2 separate regions of the Canis lupus genome follow, and region 2 is linked to region 1. The links are chromatin contacts, called in public Hi-C maps. All regions are on one chromosome and are shown on one strand. Each heading gives the region's core, a stretch centred on a gene start, on an enhancer-like site or on the middle of the called end of the contact. The rest is flanking DNA. Distances are from core to core; before and after follow the strand shown. Region 1 holds the start of CALM2 (calmodulin-2). Region 2 overlaps LOC102155086 (a long non-coding RNA gene).

Evidence for each region. Hi-C and Micro-C count contacts between places; a contact is called where the count stands out from the background.
Region 2: a Hi-C map of skin fibroblasts shows a contact between it and region 1, with 4 times the contacts expected there. The contact joins the enhancer-like site here to the promoter of CALM2 in region 1. A contact is called at or near these places in 2 of 9 Hi-C or Micro-C datasets (amygdala and skin fibroblasts).

The regions. Positions count from the first base shown.
Region 1 is chr10:50,364,508-50,369,606 of UU_Cfam_GSD_1.0, forward strand. CALM2 (calmodulin-2) reads right to left here and starts at 1,645. Exons shown (of 6, transcript XM_038551229.1): 1 at 1,515-1,645. The coding sequence starts at 1,517. It overlaps LOC102155086 (a long non-coding RNA gene), which reads left to right and starts at 1,946. Exons shown (of 8, transcript XR_005365900.1): 1 at 1,946-2,267; 2 at 2,840-3,065; 3 at 3,527-3,625.
Region 2 is chr10:50,486,355-50,491,532 of UU_Cfam_GSD_1.0, forward strand. It overlaps LOC102155086 (a long non-coding RNA gene), which reads left to right. Exons shown (of 8, transcript XR_005365900.1): 7 at 2,855-3,024. All of the region lies in intron 1 of LOC106559416 (a long non-coding RNA gene), which reads right to left. Among named protein-coding and RNA genes, the nearest start is that of EPCAM, 51 kb to the right of the region's middle. Within about 2 kb of position 1,492, at least 4 of the 20 cell types and tissues checked have an H3K27ac peak or open chromatin away from gene starts, as enhancers often do.

The sequences.
Region 1 (5,099 bases), core at 395-2,894:
TGAACTCCTCTCCCCACACCCATACAAGCTGGAGGTTTCAGTTGGCAAGGACTCCCAACTCCTGTTTAAGATGTCACCTTGCCTTCTAGACACACCCATCGCTGTAACCACTTGGCAGACGGAAACACAAAATAGGTATTGCAAATTACCGCCCTCATTAGATTTTTTTTTTTTTAAGCAGGAAAAAAAAACCAGGAGTTCCGGTCTCAACTGATGACAGGAAAATGCTTTTGAAAAATCCCCTGCTCCCCCTGCCCCCGGTACACCCTTCCTTCACTACAGTATTTGACAGCCACTACTGTGCAAATGCATTGGACGGCATGTAACCGTGGTCTAGCATTTTCTATACGGAAATACGACTCCTTTTCCACGGAGCTGGAGCTGGAGCTGGAGCGGGGGCAAGGCTGTGGTTAACATCAGGAGTGCACGTGGGTCCTCCATAGAATACAGACGCTGCTTACGGGAGGATAAAAGCCAGTCGCGCCGAAGCCTGCCTTCGGTGAGCGACTAGAGAGCCTTTCAGACCCAAGCCGGAGCAGAGGGCTGTAACGAGACGCGCAGAGGATGCGCCAGACTTCAGGTATAAAAAGCTCATTCCCTTCAACCAACGACGGAGCCACTTAAGATAAATTTGTTGTTCAATGTCCAGCCCGGGGAGCAGGAAAAGGCCCCAGATGGAGTGGGGAAGATTCAGGATCAACCGAGCTTCCTTCTCGCCACCCGGAGCGGGGGAGGGGGGGGAAGGGGGATGGGAACCTGCCAGGCCGCCCTCCCCCCCCACCCATCCCCAACCGGCCGGCCCCGCCGCGCCCTCCGCAGCCCTGCAGGTGCCAGCGCAGCAGCTGGGGCGCGAGCCGAGCGGGCGGCGGCCCCGGCCACGCCGCCCCGCCCCCCCCCCCCCCGGCCGCTCCCCGCGCCGCGCGGGCTCGGCCCACACAGCGCGCCGCGCCCGCCCGCGCGCCCCCCGCCCCCCGCCCGGCACGCGGGGGATGCGGGCTAACGGCGGCGCTGGCGCTCGCCCCGGGCCTCGCGCTCCCTCCCGCCCCCTCGGCGCATGGCGGCCGCGAGCGGACAAAGGCGCTTCCTGGCGCCAGCACTAACCGTCCGTTGGGCTTTTGAATCCGGCCCCGGCACTGACCTTCCGAGATGCCCGACCCGAGGCGCCTGCCCGCCCGCTCCCCGCGCCCTTCCACTCTCTCGTCTGCACCATGTGCTGGGCCGCCCCCCGCCCGGAACCGCCCTCCGCCTCACCCCGCCGAGCCCCTGAGGAGCTCCGCCGCCTCGCGGGCAACGCTCCCGGCCCCCACAGCGCTAGAGCGCTCCTCCCGGAGGAGGACGGCGATGGGGAGCACCTGCGACGCAGCCGCCGCGGCGCCCCCAGGCTCTTTCGCGCCAACCTTCCGGCGAAGACCACTCCGGAAGGGGGTGGGGGGAGCAACGTACCCCCCCAGACAAGTTTCCTTCAGCCTCGTCCCCCCTCAGGCCGAGCGCCGGCAGCTCAGCGGCGCACTCACCATGCTGCAAGCGCTACCGGTCTCCGAGAAGCGGCCACACAACCAGTCAGCTCGCTCGCCCCGCTCGGACTAATTCTCCTCCTCCGCCCCCAGCGCCTCATAAACACCTCCCTCCGCCAGATCCCTCCGCCGCACGCCAGATAACGGAACAGCGCAAACGAGTCCCGGCTAAGCCCCCTCCTCTCCAGCTCGGCTCGGACTCCTGTCTCCACTGTTACGGACTCGACGAAGCAAAAGAGAAAGGGAAGTGGGCGAGCGGATGACGTAAGTGGGTTTCACTGCTCAGCGAGCCCGGGTACCGGCCGGTGGAGTCGCGCCCGCGGGGCGCTACTTTGCGGCGCGGAGGAGCATCATGGTGGCGGCTCGCGGCCGAGGATCGTTGAGTCGGCCTCTGATTGGCTGGTTCGTACCTGCAATGCGTCACTCGGGGCTCGCAGCCGCCGCCGGGACGCGGTGCGGCTTCTGCCGTTGCTGCTCGGGCCGCGCTGCCCTGGCAACTGCGCCAGGCGGCAGAGTCGCTTCCCCTGCGCCTGGCCGGAGAACCTTTCTCCCCCACCCATGCTGCCCTCCCACACTCACACACACACGCTTTCCCGCCTCTCCCCGGTACAGGCGGAGGCGAAAACACCTCAGGCGGAGAGAGAACGACGCCGAAAGACCCCGGAAACCTGTACCCCGCGCCCAGCCTCCCCGCCTCGTGGAGGCCACACATTTTTCAATTTTACTCCCTCACAAAACCCTATAAAAACCTAGGTAAGGAAAATGCAGCTGCTTAGCTGCGAGCCTAATCCAAAAGGGTTCTCCTTATCTTACGAGGGGTGCTTTCCCGGAAAAGTCCCTCAGAAACCACGGCATCAGGGATCCCGTGGGATCAGTTCCCGCCCCGATAGCCTTTTGGTGTCGTGGAATATAACAGGGTCCTCGGTTGGAGTCAGACCTGGGTGCAAGTGTTGGTTGGTCCACTTTCTTAGATGTGTGACCTTGGATGAGTCCTCTCGAGCCTCATAAAATGGAGGAGGTGATAATACTTCTCTGAAAAGGTTTTTGTAAGGATTAAAATGATAGGAATTTTAGAGTTAATGTGAAACGTTCAAGTATCTGGCTCAAGGTAGGTACCCAACAAGCGAGGGACCCTGTAATCAATTGGCCCTTTCGGGTCTCTGACCGCTCAGATTTAAGTGGACGTTTAAAAGACATGTTTAAGAGTCAGCTCCTTGGAACTGGAGCCCGTGTGCGCTGTTGGTGGGAATGTGAAATGGTACAACCACTACGAAAGTGAAAAATTAAAAGACAATTGCCATATCATGCAATAATTCCAATTCTAGGTATGTACCCAGAAGAACTGAAAGCAAGATCTTGAAGAGATGTTGATACACCTATTCTCAAGGCTGTGTTATTCGATATAGCTAAAACTTGGAAGCAACCCAAATGTCCGTCAGTAGATAAATGGATGAGCAAAATGTGGCATATACATACTTAAGAATATCATTCAGCCTCAAAAAAGGAAATTCTACAGGGTGTTGCAACATGGATGAACCTTGAGGACATGTGGTAAGTGACATAAACTAGTCACAAAAAGATAAAGATATTGTAGAATTCCATTTATGTGGGGTACTTAGAGTAATTAAAATCAGAGACAGCAGTTTACCAGGGATTTTCCAGTAGATTATTAGATAAGATAGTGGTTACCAGAGGGTGGAGCAGGGGGAATGGGGAGTTACTGTTTAGAGGGTATGGAGTTTCAGATCTACAGATGAAAAGACTTAGGAGGGTGGGTGGTGGAGATGTTTACACATTTTGAATGTGCTTAATATCACTGAACTGTGCACTTCAAAATGGCTAAGATGGTCAGTTTTATGTGTACTTTATCACACATATGCATTTTTTTTAATTAGCTCTTTGGTCCCACCCCAAATAAGCAAGGGTATGCATAACTTGAAATACTTAACAAGCAGATTGTGAACACCTACTGTATGAATTTGATGTTGACTATAATGTAATTGTTACCATAGAGGGAGCTTACAAGCCACAGAAGTTCCAGAAGGATTTCTAAAGAAGATCACTCCTAAACTGAATCTGATACAATAAATGACCTAGGAAACAAGCAAAAGGTAAGGAGGAAGAGAGAAGCAAATTCCAGGTGGAAGGAAGAACAGAGCAGAGGCCCAAAGACATGCGATTGCATGTCATGATGGAGGAGCTGTCAGTGATTTTAGGCATTACTAGAGCCAGCCAAACACAGGCAAGGGTTGCTGGGAAGTTAGAAAGGAGCTAGGGTTTAATGCTCAAACTGCAGTTCCTCAAGAAGGTTGTTGGTAGAACTAGTGTCCAGAAAGAATCATCTTAGGCTACAGTAAGCCTTAAAATTTCTCAGTGAAAAGCATTGGCTTATGGAGCCTTGAAATGTAAGCGAGCAGGATTTTTAGCAGGCCAAGGTGAAATCTTGCCTGCTGAGGAGAAGGTTGCCCATCAAGACCAAGACATTCTGTAACTGCTATCTGCACATACTTGGAAAGCTTCAGTGGAATTTAACCTCTTTTAGCCTATTTAGACATTTCTTCATACCATTGAAAGTATTTACTAGGCCAGGGATGGATCCTCTTTCTTTCAGTCATGCAAACCAGACATAAAGTGAGTACTCTTTCAATTAGTATTGGCAGCACTGTGACCTTCCTTTCAGTTGAATGACTCTTTAATGAAAACTCAGGACCCTGGATGCCTGGGTGGCTCAGTGGTTGGGTGTTTGCCTTTGACTCAGTGCATGATCCTGGGGTCCTGGGATTGGGTCCTGCATTGGTCTCCCTGCATGGAGCCTGCTTCTCCCTCTGCCTCTCTCTCTGTGTCTCTCATGAATAAATAAATAAAATCTTAGGAAAGAAAGAAAGAAGGAAAGGAAAGGAGAGGAGAGGAGAGGAGGAGGAAGAGGAAGAGGAGAGGAGAGGAGAGGGAGAGGAGAGGAGGAGGGGGAGGGGGGAAGGGGAAGAACTCAGGACCCTCATGCTTCTATTATCCTTACTAACTTAATACTGTAATGAGGCAGGGTCAGGGGAGGTAATTAGCTTTATCTCACAAATGAAATACCATTTAGAATATTACTTAATTGTAGGTACCTCTGCTTCAGAATCGAAGCTGGAGACAAGAGCCCTAAGGCCATAGTTCCACTACTCTGTGTTCTGGTAGCTCCCAAGTCTTTCCAAGGTATTTCTCAGAAATTTATCTATGATTCCTCCTCTGATGGAAGAGCCATCAACAATCTTTTCTCTCAGTCACTAAAAATATTCTCTCTTCACACAGTACCCCATCAGTATGCATAATTTTACATATAAAATTTTTAATGATAGGAAATTGAATGACAAAATGAATAATCACCTCTTCTAGAAAATGAATTTTTAAAAGGATTGATGTGTAACGTATAACAAGCACAAGCTTAAGTCTAACATACAAGTGCGTGCTTAGCATTGTATGTATTGGATCAAGCTTTTAAACAAATATTTGGTAATGAAATATGCCTGTTAAAGAGACTACAGGAAAGTTCTTGGTTTCTAGGCTGAATTTCAGTAAGCCTCTCTTGTAGAAACTTCCTTG
Region 2 (5,178 bases), core at 242-2,741, 120 kb after region 1:
TCAATATGGTGAGCGCTTTGCTAAAGGGAACAGCAGCCTCTTGGACAGCCAGATGCCCACTGAAATGGCAAAGAAGTGCCGCTCAGGTGACACTGGCTCTCCTCTTGGGCAGGGGTGGCTCCCAGGTCCATGTGAACACTTGCACCATTCCGAGGGCAACCTCTTCTGTGTCTCCGTTGTCTACTCCTCTAAAACCCCACACTCTGAGGCAGAACCTCTTAACTTCTTAGCCTTTGTTTGGAAAGAAAGTGTGAAATCTCTGTGCATTTTGAAGCAACAGAGCGGAGTCCCAACCAACAGAGAGCTCACTTCTTTATATCACACAACGGACCATGACTGTGAAGCCTCGTCCCTGTGGCACCTCCCTCACCAACTTTTGCAATCTTTCACAATCAACCAGTCCAGCCTTTGAAGCTCAGAGTGTGTAGGTCAGAGCCTGTTCAATGCTATGGCGGGAGGTGGGGGTGTCTGGTCTTGTGCTGGGGACAGTGGTTAAAATATTTGAAAGCTAGCCCTCCCCGGGAGGGAAAGACAATTCCTAAAAGAATCCAGGGGCACCTGGGTGGCTCAGTTGATTAAGCATTGGACTTTTGATCTCAGCTCAGGTCTTGATCTCAGGGTTGTGAGCTCAAGCCCCATGATGGGCTCCATGCTGGGCATGCGGCCTACTTAAGATGATAAGAATAATAGTAGGGACGCCTGGATGGCTCAGCGGTTTAGCCTCTGCCTTCAGCTCAGGGCGTGATCCTGGAGTCTCAAGATGGAGTCCACATCGGGCTCCCTGCATGGAGCCTGCTTCTCCCTCTGCCTGTGTCTCTGCCTCTCTCTGTGTATCTCTCATGAATAAATAAAAATAAAATTTAAAAAAAGATAATAGTAGTAGTAATAATAATAATAAAAGAAGAGTTTAGATGTCTTTCTCTGGTCTGTCAATAAGTCATCTTTGTAATAGATCAAAAGCATATGTTGGTATTAACACTTTAATTATCAAAAATCTTTTTTACTACAAAAGTGTTAATTTGCTGAAAACCCAGAGAAGCAAAAAGGAAACATAAAAAACACCACAACCTCCCCCCCCACAGTCTGCATGTTTACCTTAACAGCCAATTGTTGAACAGTATAAGCTAGGCACAGTGCTAAGCCTATTATGTGCAATTTTAAATTAAATCCACACAACACTATACAACAAGTACTATTTAAATCTCTAACAAATGATTAAACAGTTTCAGGGTAAGTGTATAGCCAGTAAGAAGCACCCATGCCTCTCAACTTGGACTATAAGACTTTATTCTCTGTTAAGGGACCTTCAAGCAGCAGAGATGATATTTGGGAGCTGGGAGCCCTTTCCAGCCCCAAAATTCCAACCCCTTAGCAGCCTCTGTCTCTAGAATCCTCTGCCTGGTTGGACACCACTGTCCACACCCACCTGCCCACCTGTGCCAGCTTCTGCAGTTGCTTTGTCTTTGCCAGCTGCCATAGCAACACATTTGCATGTGATCTTTGGGGCTTCTACACAGCCTGGACAGAACTCTTGCTGGTAGGGCCACTGATACAGGAGCCAGAGGGCCTGCTTATCACTACCTTGCAAGGTGACCTTGGACAAGATCCTAGGGAGTCCCTATCTCTCATGGGAATGATAGCAATCAGTTTTTTCCTGTGGTTCTAAAGGAGATAAAGTATACGAGACCAGCCAGATAGTTTAAAGATTTATTTATTTTAGAGAGGAGAGAGTGCCCACAAGCGGGGCCAAGGCAGGTGGGGGCAGAAGGAGAGGAAGAAAGAGAGAATCTCAAGCGGACTCATTGTGGAGCACAAAGCCTGACACAGGGCTCCATCTCAGGACTCTGAGATCATCATGACCTCAGCTGAAATCAAGAGTCAGACACTTAACCAACTGAGCCACCCAGGTGCCCTAAGACCACCCAGATAGTCTAAATGTCATATAATAGACAGTTACTAAAAAAAATAATAAAATAAAAAAATAATAGACAGTTACTAAGAAGGCAAGAGAAAGTTGTATATAACATATTTACAAGTTCAAAGGGCATTTGATAACTCGAGATTATGAGGCTGACCAACTGATACTAAAGCTGCAGAACAGGGAAAGGCAATGCATATTGACAGAAAATTTACCTGACATGCCAACCCAGAGTAGGTAAGTTCCCCGTGACATTGGATGGGGGGAAGCTGGAACCCTACGGGTGAGAGTGAGATTGGGCTAGAGTCAGGGGAGCCTGCACTGAGAACAGAATCCTGATCTCTCATCTGCTCTGAGGCAACCCTTCCTGGAAGAGCCTGAGTCCCATAATTCCAGCCTGTCTATTTTGGACTTTTTGGAACCTGGGGAAACACCCTATGGACTTTGTCTCTTTGAATCTCAGAATAAGAAGACTAAACTGAGGGATGCTTGGGTGGCTAAGCATCTGCCTTCAGCTCAGGTCCTGGGATGGAGCCCCACATCGTCGGGCTCCCTGCTCAACAAGAAATCTACTTCTCCCTCTCCCTCTGCTACTACCCCTTGCTTGTGCTCTTTCTCTCTTTCTGTTAAATAAATAAATAAGTAAAATCTTAAAAAAAAAAAAAAAAAAAGAAGACTAAACAGAAATAAGAGAAGAGAGTGGGCCAAGGAGTGGCTGTCCAAACCAGAGGGTGAGTCCTTCTGATTTCCACACCTAAGCATGTCAGCCCCCCCAGCCGAGAGTGCTCAGATCAAGCTGCTCACTTGCGGCCTCATGGCCTTCTGGATCTAATGCCCTGTGGTTTTAAATAGCCCTCTCCTGCAACAGGAAGGAGAAACTACCGTATTTCTTCAGGGCTTCAACAGGCTCTTAAAACAATGCTGTTTCTGTTTCAGATAATGCTACCCTGAAATGACCTGCCCATCCAGACTGCTGCTCACGCACCCAGTCAATAATTAATTGACCAACTAACAATCTTCGAAAGGACATTGCTAAAGGCCCAGTGCTTGTGTCACACCGGGGAGGTTACCCAGAGGTTCACAATCCTGCCGCTGGCCTCGAGGAGGTTAGCCTCCAGATGGTGTTTGAGTCACCTTGGAGCTCACCATGGGCACAGGAAAAAAAAAAACAGTACAGTAAATGCCTTCCTTGGTGTCAGCCTGAGGACATTTGCCTATTCCGGAAATGTTTACCGGGGATTGCACTGTATGGAGCCTTACACCGCGTGCAGCTGCTTTTGTGGTTGTTATTGTCCTTGTACATTTCCACGGGCAGAGAAAGGGGCCGCAAGGAAGATTCCTGGGCTCCCCCTGTGGGTCAGCACGGTCCCAGCAGCCTCGCTGGGGTTATTCATTCTTACATCACCCGGTGGGAAGCTTCAGGATTCTGCGGTGCAGAGGGAGCCGGCAGCTCTGAGGGGTGGGAGTGCAGTGCTCACGGGGCTGGAGCTGCGAGTGCGGGTTTGTGAGCTATGTGTTGTAGGCGTGGGCGATAATGTGGCACAGCAGGTTCCAGCTCATGAAGGGCCTTGGGTGCTGGCTAAGGAGGGGGACTTTCCTGGGAGCTGCAGGAGCTGCTCAAGGGCAGGACTGATCTGATCAAGTCTGCAGGGAAGCACAGTAGCATCTGCATGAGGGCTGGCAGGGCGAGGGGGTGGGATTGCAGACGACCAGAAGAGAGGGCTCTGGAAGGGCAAATCTCTTGTCCCTCCCCTCCTCCCCACACACAGAAGAATGGTCTTTGGACTCAAATGAATCATCTTAATAACCCAGTTTTAAATTTTATACCGAAGTCAGTAGCCTCTGTATTAATTTGGATAATCAAAATTAGCTAAAGTCCATGAGGGGAGCTTGTGCCGTGGGCAACCGCCTTGGTAGGAGGCTGCTATGAGGACAAGAGTGACAAGATTTGGCACTAGTGCTGAGGGGGTGCCCAGGGGGAAGGTGCCAATTGTGGATTTAGGCAGACTTGAGTTTGAAATCTGACTCAGCAGCCATTTACTAGCCATAAGACCTTGAAAATGTCATTTAATCTCTCTGATCCCCTTTCCCTCACCTGTAAAATAGGTTTCATCGTTCTTCTCTTGCGTGATTATGGAATTAAGAGTATTCAAAGTGCCTAGCACACGGTTGGCACTCGGTGAACGTAGCTAGAGCGTGTCACCCCTGGGCCTGGTTGCTCACAGTGATGGCTGTCACCAGCCTGGCTCTGCCCTGTAGAGCAACAGCGCCCTTTAGTGGCCGAACAGGGAGTGACAGGTCTTCCAGGCTCCCGGCCCCGCTCCTGCCCCACCACCCCACCACCCATAGGTTAGAAGTCTCCTTTGTCCTCCACAGTCAGAGCTGACAACCTCTCAGACCCCAGCCAGCATGCACCTCTCAGAAGAGCCCGAACCCCACTGCGGTCAGCAGCAGCTCCACTGTCCCCGTACTGAAGGACCTCACACCCAGTGGGTTCTGAGCCTTGGGCTAAGAAGAAAACACAATCTGTAGTAGTCAGGGAACAGCTTTCTAGGGATGGCCATGACCTCCAACCCCTCCTACCCTACCCCCGAGAATAGTGTGAGTGGAAAGCAAAATGCCAGCTGCACAGCCAGGCGTTCCCCAGCAGAACAAGGAGGGAAGCCATTCAGCAAACACTGGACACCCACCCCGGCCCCTGGTTCCCACTAGGCTGCAGATACCACAGCCAACACACAAAGCCCTGCCCTCAGGTAGCTGACTATTTAGTGAGATAAGGACATTGGCCGAATAATCACCTGGATACATAATTGCAGACCATAATAAGGTTATGAAGGAAAGGTTCATCCAGAACCAGATAAGGTGTACTCTTTACTGCTCCCATCGGCCTCCTGAGCACACTGGTTATGGTGCTGCCCCCAGGCTGGGTGCACTGAGCATACATTTACATGTTCATTACTCTTTGGAGGTGGGCTGATGGCGCTCTGGGCTGTCCACCCCTCCAGCTGGTACACACAGTCAGGGAAGTCACCAGAGGATGAATAGGCATTACTAAGCACTGGGTTTTAAAAAGAACATTCCCAGAAGCAGTTCAAAGGTGCTGGGGTGGGATACCACAGGGCATCTTGGTGCACAGAAACCAAGGACAGGGACAGTATCGCTAGAGCATCAGGCAGGGGGTGGTGACCAGGAATGTAGAGGCCACCTCTAGTGCTTCTGCCTCCCTGCCATCCACCCACCCACCTCCCTTCGCTGCCCAG